Regions from separate parts of the Sus scrofa genome. Here region 2 is linked to region 1. Evidence: chromatin contacts called from public HiChIP or PLAC-seq data. All regions are on one chromosome and are shown on one strand. Each heading gives the region's core, a stretch centred on a gene start, on an enhancer-like site or on the middle of the called end of the contact. The rest is flanking DNA. Distances are from core to core; before and after follow the strand shown. Region 1 holds the start of EPB41L5 (band 4.1-like protein 5). Region 2 holds the start of PTPN4 (tyrosine-protein phosphatase non-receptor type 4).

What was found. HiChIP or PLAC-seq counts read pairs in DNA pulled down with a chosen protein or histone mark.
Region 2: an H3K27ac HiChIP or PLAC-seq map of skeletal muscle shows a contact between it and region 1. The contact joins the promoter of PTPN4 here to the promoter of EPB41L5 in region 1. A contact is called at or near these places in 2 of 5 promoter capture datasets (fetal liver and liver), 1 of 47 Hi-C or Micro-C datasets (heart right ventricle) and 1 of 2 datasets of contacts at active chromatin or transcription factors (skeletal muscle).

What each region holds. Positions count from the first base shown.
Region 1 is chr15:31,292,960-31,298,005 of Sscrofa11.1, reverse strand. EPB41L5 (band 4.1-like protein 5) reads left to right here and starts at 2,128. Exons shown (of 25, transcript XM_021075141.1): 1 at 2,128-2,281.
Region 2 is chr15:31,500,435-31,505,480 of Sscrofa11.1, reverse strand. It overlaps PTPN4 (tyrosine-protein phosphatase non-receptor type 4), which reads left to right and starts at 2,503. Exons shown (of 27, transcript XM_005654169.3): 1 at 2,503-2,952. LOC102162428 (a long non-coding RNA gene) reads right to left here and starts at 2,491. Exons shown (of 2, transcript XR_002339085.1): 1 at 2,291-2,491.

The DNA.
Region 1 (5,046 bases), core at 879-3,378:
TTGTTTCATCTATAGGTCCACTACTTCCCTCCTACCCATTGTCACTGCTTCTGTTTGTTTTTGTTTTGTTTTTCTTTTTAGGGCTGCACTTAAGGCATATGGGCATATGTAAGTTCCCAGGCTAGGGGTGGAATTGGAGCTGCAGCTGCTGGCCTGCACCACAGTCACAGCAATGCCAGATCCGAGCCCTGTCTGCGATCTACATTGCAGCTTGCAGCAACGCTGGATCCTTAACCCACTGAAGGAGGCCAGGGATCGAACCTGCATCCTCGTGAATACTGTGTTGTGTTCTTAACCCACTGAGCTACAGTGGGAACTCCCATCACTACTTTTATTTACTGAACTAAGGTTCAAAGATGACCACCACAATTCCTCCCACCCCTGTAAGTCTAGTCTCCCATGAAGACACTATGAAAATGTTCTATAATTAGATTAGTGATGGTTGCACAGTTTTGTGAATATACATAAAGCCACTAAAGTATACTCTTTAAGTGGGAGAATTGTATCATGTATGAATTACATCTCAATAAAGCTATTTTTTAAAAGGTAGAGAAAGAAAATACTAAAAAAAAAAAAAAAAAAAAAAAAAAAAAGGTGGGATCTTGGTCCCATCTCTTCTAAAACTGGCCTGGCCTCCTGATGTGCTTTGACTGACAATAGGCAGCAGAATTGACCCTGTGTGACTTCTGGGCATTGCCCTTAATGAGTCTTGGAACATCAGTTTTCACTGTGCTGCTTAGACAGGTCCAAGCAAGCAGAACTCAGGTTCTGAGCCACCCCAGCTGAGATGCCACACACACAAGTGGAGCCATTTTGGCAACTTCAGCTCCTGTTGAGGTGCTCCAGCCAACACTGCACTGGGCAGGGACCCGCTTTCCCCCCGCCAAGCCAAGTCTTGGGGTAGTGAAGGTTCAGAAAAGCAGTGCCAAATCCTAGGAAGGGTCTCTCTTCCTTTCAGCCAGCAAGTCCTCCATTCAACTACGCAGTGGACGCCCGCAGCCCTCAGGGTTCTGACCAGGGCCAGGACCCCTTCAGCTCACACTCTGTCCTCTCTGTCCCTCTAGCCACACTGGTTCCTGAGCTGGCCAAACACACGGTAGCCTTCACTCTCCCTCTGCTTTTGCCCCCACGGTGTCCACGGGGCGAAAATGCTCCTTCTTATGGGGCCTTTCTCCTGACCTACCTAGCTACCTAAAGTCACCAGATCTCATTCTTAGTCTCTCATCCCGCTTCTATTTTTCTTTATCATTTGGCAATGTGTAACACTACCAATATAAGAGTACTGAATTTTACTACTTTGTCACTTATTTTTGTCTTTTTGCCATTTTCTTGGGCCACTCCCGTGGCATATAGAGGTTCCCAGGCTAGGCGTCGAATCAGAGCTGTAGCCACCAGCCTACACCACCGCCACAGCAACGCGGGATCCGAGCCGCGTCTGCAACCTACACCACAGCTCACGGCAACGCCGGATCCTTAACCCACTGAGAGAGGCCAGGGATCGAACCGGCAACCTCATGGTTCCTAGTCGGATTACGTTAGCCACTGAGCCACGACGGGAACTCCCTTTGTCACTTATTTTCTATTTCTCCTGTCTGCCTGGTTTATCCGTTGTATCTCGTGTCCAGACTCACTCTGGCCCCTCGCAGGCACTTCCATGAATTATCCGTAGGAAGAACAGATGAAACGTTCACTACAAATCTATTACTATTCCCTGCTTTGTTGTTCTTCATGATGCTCTGCACCTTTGACGTGTGTGTGTGTGTGTGTGTGTGTGTGTGTGTGTGTGTGTGTGTTACCGTCTCTGTCCCAGTAGAATGAGGGTTCTTTTATCAGCAGAGTAGTAAATAATTGCTGAATGAATGAATTTTTTGAGCGACGGAGTGGACGCTCCAGCGGCACCTGACGCCAGGCTCTGTCCGCGGGCTGGGAGGGGGCTAATGAGGGGCGCCGCAGGTGCGCAACCCTCCTTCCTAAGGGCCGTTTTCACAGCCGCGGGCGCCGGGCGGGGTCGGCGGGACTAGCAGCGCCGCTTTAAACGGAGCATCGCCGAGCCGGGCCGTTTCCGGGGCGGCGGCGTTGCCCATTTAAGAGCAGATTGACCCGCCCCCAGGGCGGAGCTTAGGGGCTTTAAGGGGCGGGCCGGCGGGCGTCGGGGTCCGCAGGGGATTAGCCCGCGGTGGGCGCGCCTCAGGTCGCCATTTCTTGGCGTCTCCGGAGGAGCCGCCCCTCGCAGCCTCGCGCGGTCAGCTCCCCTCGTGGCCGCGCCGCGGTCGCAGCCCAGGTAAGCGCGCGGCCCGCGCTTGGGTTCTCGGTCGCCCGCGCCGGGGCTGCGGCCTCGCCCGTGACCCTCGGGCCACCGGGCGCTTGCCCGTCGGCCGGCGGAATATTGAACCCGCGAGGGGAGGGGCGGCGTCCGGCGTCGGGGGACTGGGGGACGGGCCAGGGGCGCCCACTGGCGACGTGGACGTGGCGGGTCAGGGAAACACACCTTGGCTTGGTGTCGCGAATGCGCTTGGGGCTGCCTTGCGTTTGGAAGCTGAGAGGCAGGTGTGTCCTAGCAAGGGCGAGGCCTCCGGGGCCCTCCCCGCCCCCACCGTGGCCCGCGGAGAGCTGGGTCCGGGGACTTTGGGGGGTGAACTTTGATGCTACCTGTTGCTGTCGTCATGGTCCTGCTCTTGTTAGAATACCAAGTATTTTCAACAGTTTTCTTTTTAATTATGATTGATTTACGATATTGTGCCTGCAACATTTTAAATTAACATCAAAAGTTTTTTTTAAGAATTAGAGAAAAAGTTTCCCATAGCTCCATTTCTGAGATAATTAACAAGTTGCTACCCCCCCCACCATAATAGGTTACTTGTACAGAAATGAGTTTGCGGGGTTTTCTTTTTTTTTAGATAAAATTCATTAGGAAACGATATGTTTAACTGTTGAATTATTCCTATATTGGGATTTTATTACCTTAATGGTGTTTGCTGTATATTGGCTTGTTGCGTTATCAGAAAGCAGTTGCTTAACGAAGATTGTGTCTACCAGGCATGTAAGAGCGTGTACACGTATGACAAACTTTTTGAGTTTTATATCTTTCTTTGAAAAACTTAAGTTAGTTTAGTTAGTAAATGGATTACTTTAGTTTGCATTTTTTTGCTTGTAAAGGAAACCCTTCTTGTTAGTTCATAGCTGAAAAATTAGAAATAATAAATTAAAAACTGGTACTTAAAACCTTTGAGGATGGGGGAGGGATGGATCTGGAGTTTGGGGTTAGCAGATGCAAACTAGTATACATGAATGGATAAACAACAGGATAGCTGTAGAGCTCAAAGAACTGTATCAATATCCTGTGATAAACCATAATGGAAAAGAAAATGAAAAAGAATATTTATATATATGCATAACTGAGCCACTTTGCTGTACTGCAGAAATTAACACAACCTTGTAAATCAGCTCTACTTCAAACAAAGTAAATTAAAAAAATAAACGTACTATCCAAAAATATCATTGTATTGTTTTAGGCAAGTTTCTTACTGAGCTCCTAATATGCATAGTGTTGTGCTCGCAGGTCACAAAACAAGTCAGACTAGGTCCCTGTGCTTGTGTGTTAGTCTGGGAAATGCCTGGTAAAATAAACAAACAATTCGGTATTTAATTACAGTTTCCTGCGGTGTCATAAAGAAAAGACTAAGGGTACTAACACGGGAACCTGACTTAGAAGGCAGGGAATATTTTTCTGTGTAAAAGACCTTTCAGCCAGAAATCTGAAGGTAGCCCTGTGTGTGGGTGGGAGAGGGTGGGAAAGAGGTGGAGTGGGAAAGGGACATCCCAAAAAGATGGAACAGCGAAAGCAAAAAAAGGCCAAGAGTTAAAGACTCTTGGGCTGAGTGGAAGAGTTACTCCAGTGAGCACATGGGAGTGGGTGGCCAGTAGGGTCAGATGTAGGAGGAGCTGGATCAGGGAGCAAGGCCATTGAAGATTTTTTAAACAGGGGTCTGATTGGCGTTGCTAAAAATCCAGTGCTGCAGCCTGAAGAATGAAAGTGGGAATAGGGGGTGGGGGTGGGAAAAGAGTGAATATGGGAAAACTTTTTAACAAATTTTTTAAAACTTATGTTTATATATTCTTATAGAAAAATTAAGCACCTCCACATGACCCTCTCCAGAGATAACCTCATTTAAGTTTGGGGGTGTGTGTGTGTGTGTGTGTGTGTGTGTAAGGTATAATAAATATGTGTATGTAGGTATCCCACCCTAGTGTGGAATAAAACTGTATTTGTTTTTCTGATTTCATTTTTCACTTGTAAATTTTATCAGTATCTATGTCAACTGTAGTTGAAAAACAACTCTCTTGTGCGCCATTGTATGAACCATTATTTAATTACTTGCATGTTGGTGGACATACTTAAATTTTTCTTAATTATGTGCTTAAAGTTGTTTCTACAACTTGGAGCATATATGGGACTATTTCTTTAGGATATCCTACCAGAAATAGAATTGCTGTGTAAAAGAGTATGCATGTTAAAGTTTTTGATAGTGTGGTCACATCTTCCTCCAAGAGGACATTGTCTCAAGGTGATGGTTTTTCGTATATCCTTTTCAACATTGGCTGTCTAGAATCTGTCAAATACCAAGACAGTATCTTATTTTTTTAAATTTGGATTTCCTTGGTTGCTGTTGAGGTTAAACATTTTTTTAATGAGTATTTTTATTGCATGTCATCTTTTAGAGCTTGCTTCTTCATATCTTGCCCGATCTTTCACCTCTGGGTTGTATATCTTCATGATTTGTGGTAATTCTTTATTAAACTGCATATTGGAGTTCCCGTCGTGGTTCAGTGGAAACAAATCTGACTAGCATCCATGAAAATGCAGGTTCGATCCCTGGCATCTCTCAGTGGGTTAAGGATCCGGTGTTGGCATGAGTTGTGGTGTAGGCAGGCAGCTGTAGCTCCGATTTGACCCCTAGCCTGGGAACCTCCATATGCTGTGGGTTTGGCCCTAAAAAGACAAAAACAAAAAACTGCATGTTAATCTTTCAAAAATGTTTTCGCAGA
Region 2 (5,046 bases), core at 1,254-3,753, 210 kb before region 1:
TTGGTGTCAAATGCAAAATCAAGTGGCAGTGTTTGGTTACAAGGTGGTTATCAAGATGATCCAGAATGGGCATATATTGATATTTTAAAGATTATAACTGAAATAAAGGTAATAAATATTTTCATAGAGACCTTGGAGGTACGACTCCATTTACACCAAATGTCCAGAGTAGGCAAATCCATAGAGACAGAAAGTAGATTGATGGTTGTCAGGGGGTTGGGGGAAGAGGGAAGGAAGAGTGCCTGCTCCTGGGTATGGGATTTCATTTTGGGGTGATTAAAATGTTCTGGAATTAGGTAGTGGTCATGGCTGCACAACTTCACAAATATACCAAAAAGCAACATGGCATAGAAATTATATCTCAACTTTTAAAAAGTTTCTTCACAATTTTCCTAAAGAATTGTAGGTACACATGAAGAGTACATCCGTTTACTTAAAGGACTTACCCTGTGGAGTTTCCCTAAAGAAAGTGTGTCCTCTTCCTGCCCCTCCAACGCTGAGGCTCCAGCTGTATTTATATTAAAGGTGAGATTTATATTTGCATAAAAGGTCACTAGAGTTTATGGTTGAGGGTAGGAAGAATGGGCTGAGGGAGAAGGTCTGGAAATAGGAAAATTAGTTGGAGGACTAGTTGCAAGGCTCTACAGGGAATCAATAAGGACACATTTGGACCCGACTAGTCTCACTCAGAGACACAGCAATTTACCAGATGTGAAGCTGGGTAAGAGCCAGCTCTGCATCAAGTAACTTTTTGAACTCCCCCCAATATAATATTTAAGCCCTTCATTCTTTCAACAGATTTTTCTGACACCAGGCAATGTCACTGTCATCAGGCATTAGAGGGGACACAAAGATGACTCAGTCAAGGTCCCTGCCCTCCAGTAACTTACAATGGAGAAGTGGCCCACGCAGGGACAGGTATCCCATAATCAAATGTCCACTGTGATAAGAGAAAGGGAGGTGTATGATCTAGAAGTATCAATGTCAAAGGAGGAAGAAATTCTTCAGGTGTAAGTCCTCTGTGATCTGTGGCTGCAGGATGACTGAGTGTTGCTAGGCGGAGATGAAGTGAAGAGCATTTCAATAGAGGGAGGACAGGATCTTAGGCACAGAAAATGGAGAAACAGGCAGGAAAGCCTGTCAGGGAAGGATGAATGAGCACTGGCTGGAACTAAGCTCTCAGAAGGAAACTAAGTGGAAGAGGTAGCGCAGAAAAACAGGGACTGGCAAGTTGTCTTTTTAAAAATGGAAAAACTCAGAGTTCCCTTTGTGGCTCAGCGGTTAACAAACCCGACTAGGATCCATGAGGATTTGGGTTCAATCCCTGGCCTCACTCAACGGGTTAGGGGTCCTGTGTTGCTGTGAGCTGTGGTGTAGGTCGCAGACATGGCTCAGATCTGGCGTGGCTGTGGTGTAGGCCGGCAGCTGTAACTCTGATTCCACACCTAGCCTGGGAATTTCCAAATGCTGCGGGTGTGGCCCTAAAAAGAAAAAATAAAATGGAAAAACTGAACTGGGGTGCAAAGGAGAAGATGGTCATTAGAAATTGCTGTCTTTCACGGATTTGTAGAAATGTGCCAGATTTCACCTTGCAAAAACCACCCCTCATCAGTAAATGAGCACTTTGTCGGCTTGGAGAGAAAGTGATTTTTGAAAGGTTTTAGGCAGGCCGGTTCTGGTGGGGGCGCTGCGGCTAAGAGCAAGGAAGAGCAAGAAGGTGCCAGACGACAGGAAAGAACTCTGACAAAAATGAATGCAAAAAGGAAATGTAGCAGTTTCCAAATTCTTCCTCCCATCATTTGGCTAACAACCCCTCCCCCTCCACGCGGCCGCCCCTAGTCATGTCTCATCGCCAATAAGTTTGTGCCATCAATAGGATGTTAGAATGCACCAGGCTACAAACCCTGGCGTGGTAACACTCACTTCATACGTTTGGTTAGAACGAATTAATTCAGTTTTTAAAAGTACATCGTTCCTGGCACACAGAGACACCCAAACGTCTGTTTTATAAGTGAACGTTGTTTGTTCTTTGTTTCAGGGTCGGTATTTAGGAGAGGAAATGATTCAAAACTGCATCCTAAAACCTATATTCTCTTTTAACACTTAAGTTAGTACAACCTGGGGCCGAGAGGTCCGGTTTTTCTCTTTTTGCCCCTTCGGGCGATCCCTTAGGTCAGTAGGTCCAGCGGGGGTCGCAGTTCCAGTAACCAATCGCCGCGCGGCCGCGGGGCCAAGGGGCCGCGGGGCCGCGGGGTGGAGCCTCAGAGCCCCGCCCCTCCTCCCCACCTACCCAGGTCCGGCCTCCCTCGCACCTGCGCGTCCCCCGGCTCTCGGGCTGGTGTAACATCTTCCAGCCGGTGCTGGCGGGGAAGGGGCTTGGCCTCGTCTCTCGCGAGATCGCCTCCAGTGGCCGCCACCGCCGTTCCTGGCTGCTGACTGGCGGCGTCTGCGCAGCCGCCATGTTCGGTTGCTATGCTGTGGCCTGGGAGACGGGGTGTGCTTGAGGGAGGAGGAGGAGACGGAGGAGGAGGAGGAGGAAGAGGAGGAGGAGGCGGAGGAGGCGGGAGGGACTGAGCTCCCATTGCACTCTCACACACAAACGCTGCCCGGGATTGCCTGCCCGCTCGCGCAGCGCCGCACGCAGTTCCGCTCCTCTCGGCCCCCACATTGTTCGCTCAGGACTCCAGGGTCCCCAGGGGCCGGATTCCGGGCCCCGCTCCGGGGCTCCCCTCCCCCACGGCAGTGTGGCGGGGTCGGATTAGCTCATCCCCGCAGGGAGGTGGGAGAGCGCGCGGCCGCCCCGCAGTATGAGGTGGTGCCGGCGGCTCGGGGCCGTGGCGCGGCCGCTGCGGCGCCGGCTGCTGGGGGGGCGCTGAGGGAGCCCTGGGGGCGGCGCAGCCGGGCCTCCGGGCTTTTCTTCTCCAGCCGGGAGGACGCGGCTGGGATACGAAGGTAAGAGGCTCCCGTAGCCCTGCCGGCCGTTCGGCCCTGCGCGGTACGCGAGGCTGTCACCTGCGGCTCTTGGGGCTCGTAGGGGCAAGTCAGGGCCAGCTGGAGATGCGAGGTTGATGCCAAAGTAAGGGAAAAGGATGCTTCCTGCCTCCTCCCTTTCTTCGCGGGACTCCTGCTTTCCGAGCTCCTGGGGGGTTTAGTTGGAATGTCTGTTGTGGTTGAGCCAAGGGAGAAGGGATGGAATAGGTGCGGAGATGGAATGTTCCACGGCATCTAAACTCTAGGTGAGGTTTTGGAATCTTCCGAGTTTTCCATTGCTGGTAAGATTTTTTTTTCTTATTTTAATAAATTGGGTCCTATGAGCGCTTCCTGCGTGCTGTATGGGCTTACAGTCCCTACCATTGAAGTTTTAAGCCTTTTATAGATCTACTGATGCCTACTTGTATTAAGGAAATCTGTAGTTGGCCCAGAAAAAAAAAGTTGAGTTTAGCAGAATAGAGGTACGAGTGCGTTCCCCAGGGTTTCCTTAAAATGAAGCAGTTTACAATTGCATAGATATATGTATAGATGGGTTCTGCGAAACTTAGAAGGGAGACTTAATGCCTGGGAGGTATTATATAGTGACCACAATGGGCACTCCGATTTGTAGAATTTTCAAGCGCTTTTTCTCGGAGAACCTGGACGTCTGCAGTATACCAACTGCTTTTAGAATCCGAGATTGGGGTAGTATTAGGTTTTTTGTGACCAGAGCTGACAGTTGAAACAGTCCAGTTTAAACCATGTTGATGGAGGGAAAAAACCCCTAAAGCCAAAGTATCCGATTTGTAAAAGATGATTTGAGTAAGAAGACGACCGTGGAACAGTAAAACCAGGGCATTTTTTAATCCTGATTTTTGAATCTTAACCTGCCAGAGAAAAAAATTATTTTTCATTTTTTTAAGGGGGTGGGGAGGAGATGACCTTAAAATAAATGATTATTCAGAGCTCTAAGTGTGCTTAAGGGGATAGAGCTAGATATTATATCAGTTAAATTTGGCATATTCAACATACAGATTTTTTTAAAAGACTTTTTTGAAAGCAAAAGTTTATCAGACAGAACTTCTTTACTAACTCATAATAAGAGAGTAAATTTAGTCTGACAAAATACTGTGGGATCCACTGATTTTGTCAGACAAAATTTATGCTCCAGTTACCACCAATGCTATTTTTATGTCTCTCTCTGGATCTTTCTTTTTTTTTTTTAATGGCACACATGATCTGTTAACAGTTTTTTGTCAAAACATGTGTATGACAATATCATGATCTTGAATGGTTTATAAGAAGAGAATCATGGTCTTTTTTTTGTCTATGGGAATATTTGTGATTCAGCTAATCAGTTTTAAACATTTGGCACGAGGTTTTGAAAACACAAGCAGCGGTGACCATTTTGTAGTTTCATTAATATTAATTGACTAGGTTAAAGTTTAAGTTTAAAAATCACAGTTTCCTCAAAAGTAGTCATGGATGAGGATGTGACTTTCTTATTGCCTGTTTTCTTACCTGCTTAGATTCTGGGCTGTGGGCACTAAGTTATTTAAAACTTGTGGTTTCCCCTTATTTTCTAATTGAATATCTTTTAAAATGGCCTTTGTAACTTTGTTACTTTAAATTTGTGACACCCAATTTCTAATTTAGGCTAGGCATAAAACCAGCATTGATTGAACACACCTGCTAAAAATACTTTCTGGGTCAGATGTACTTAGAATGCAGCCTCAGGAAAATTCATTTGAACTGTTCTACTGTGACCAATGTACAATGTATTGAAGGACTTTAAAAAAATTATATGCTTTCACAATTAGATTTCATCAGTTACAGGCCATAGAATCCTAACTTTAATGTATAAAGTACTTCATGTGGGATAGTAAAAACTTACTGCAATGCTTTTTTAATTTTTTTTTAACTTATGTGACTTCCCTCCCCATAGATATACTAAACTCTGATGTGTATATTTGAAATATTTTAGTTTTGTCTATTAATCGTAATTAATTTAAACTGTGGTGTGACAGTACAATGTGCAGTGTTACCTGTTTAGTATTCATTTATGACTTATTCTGA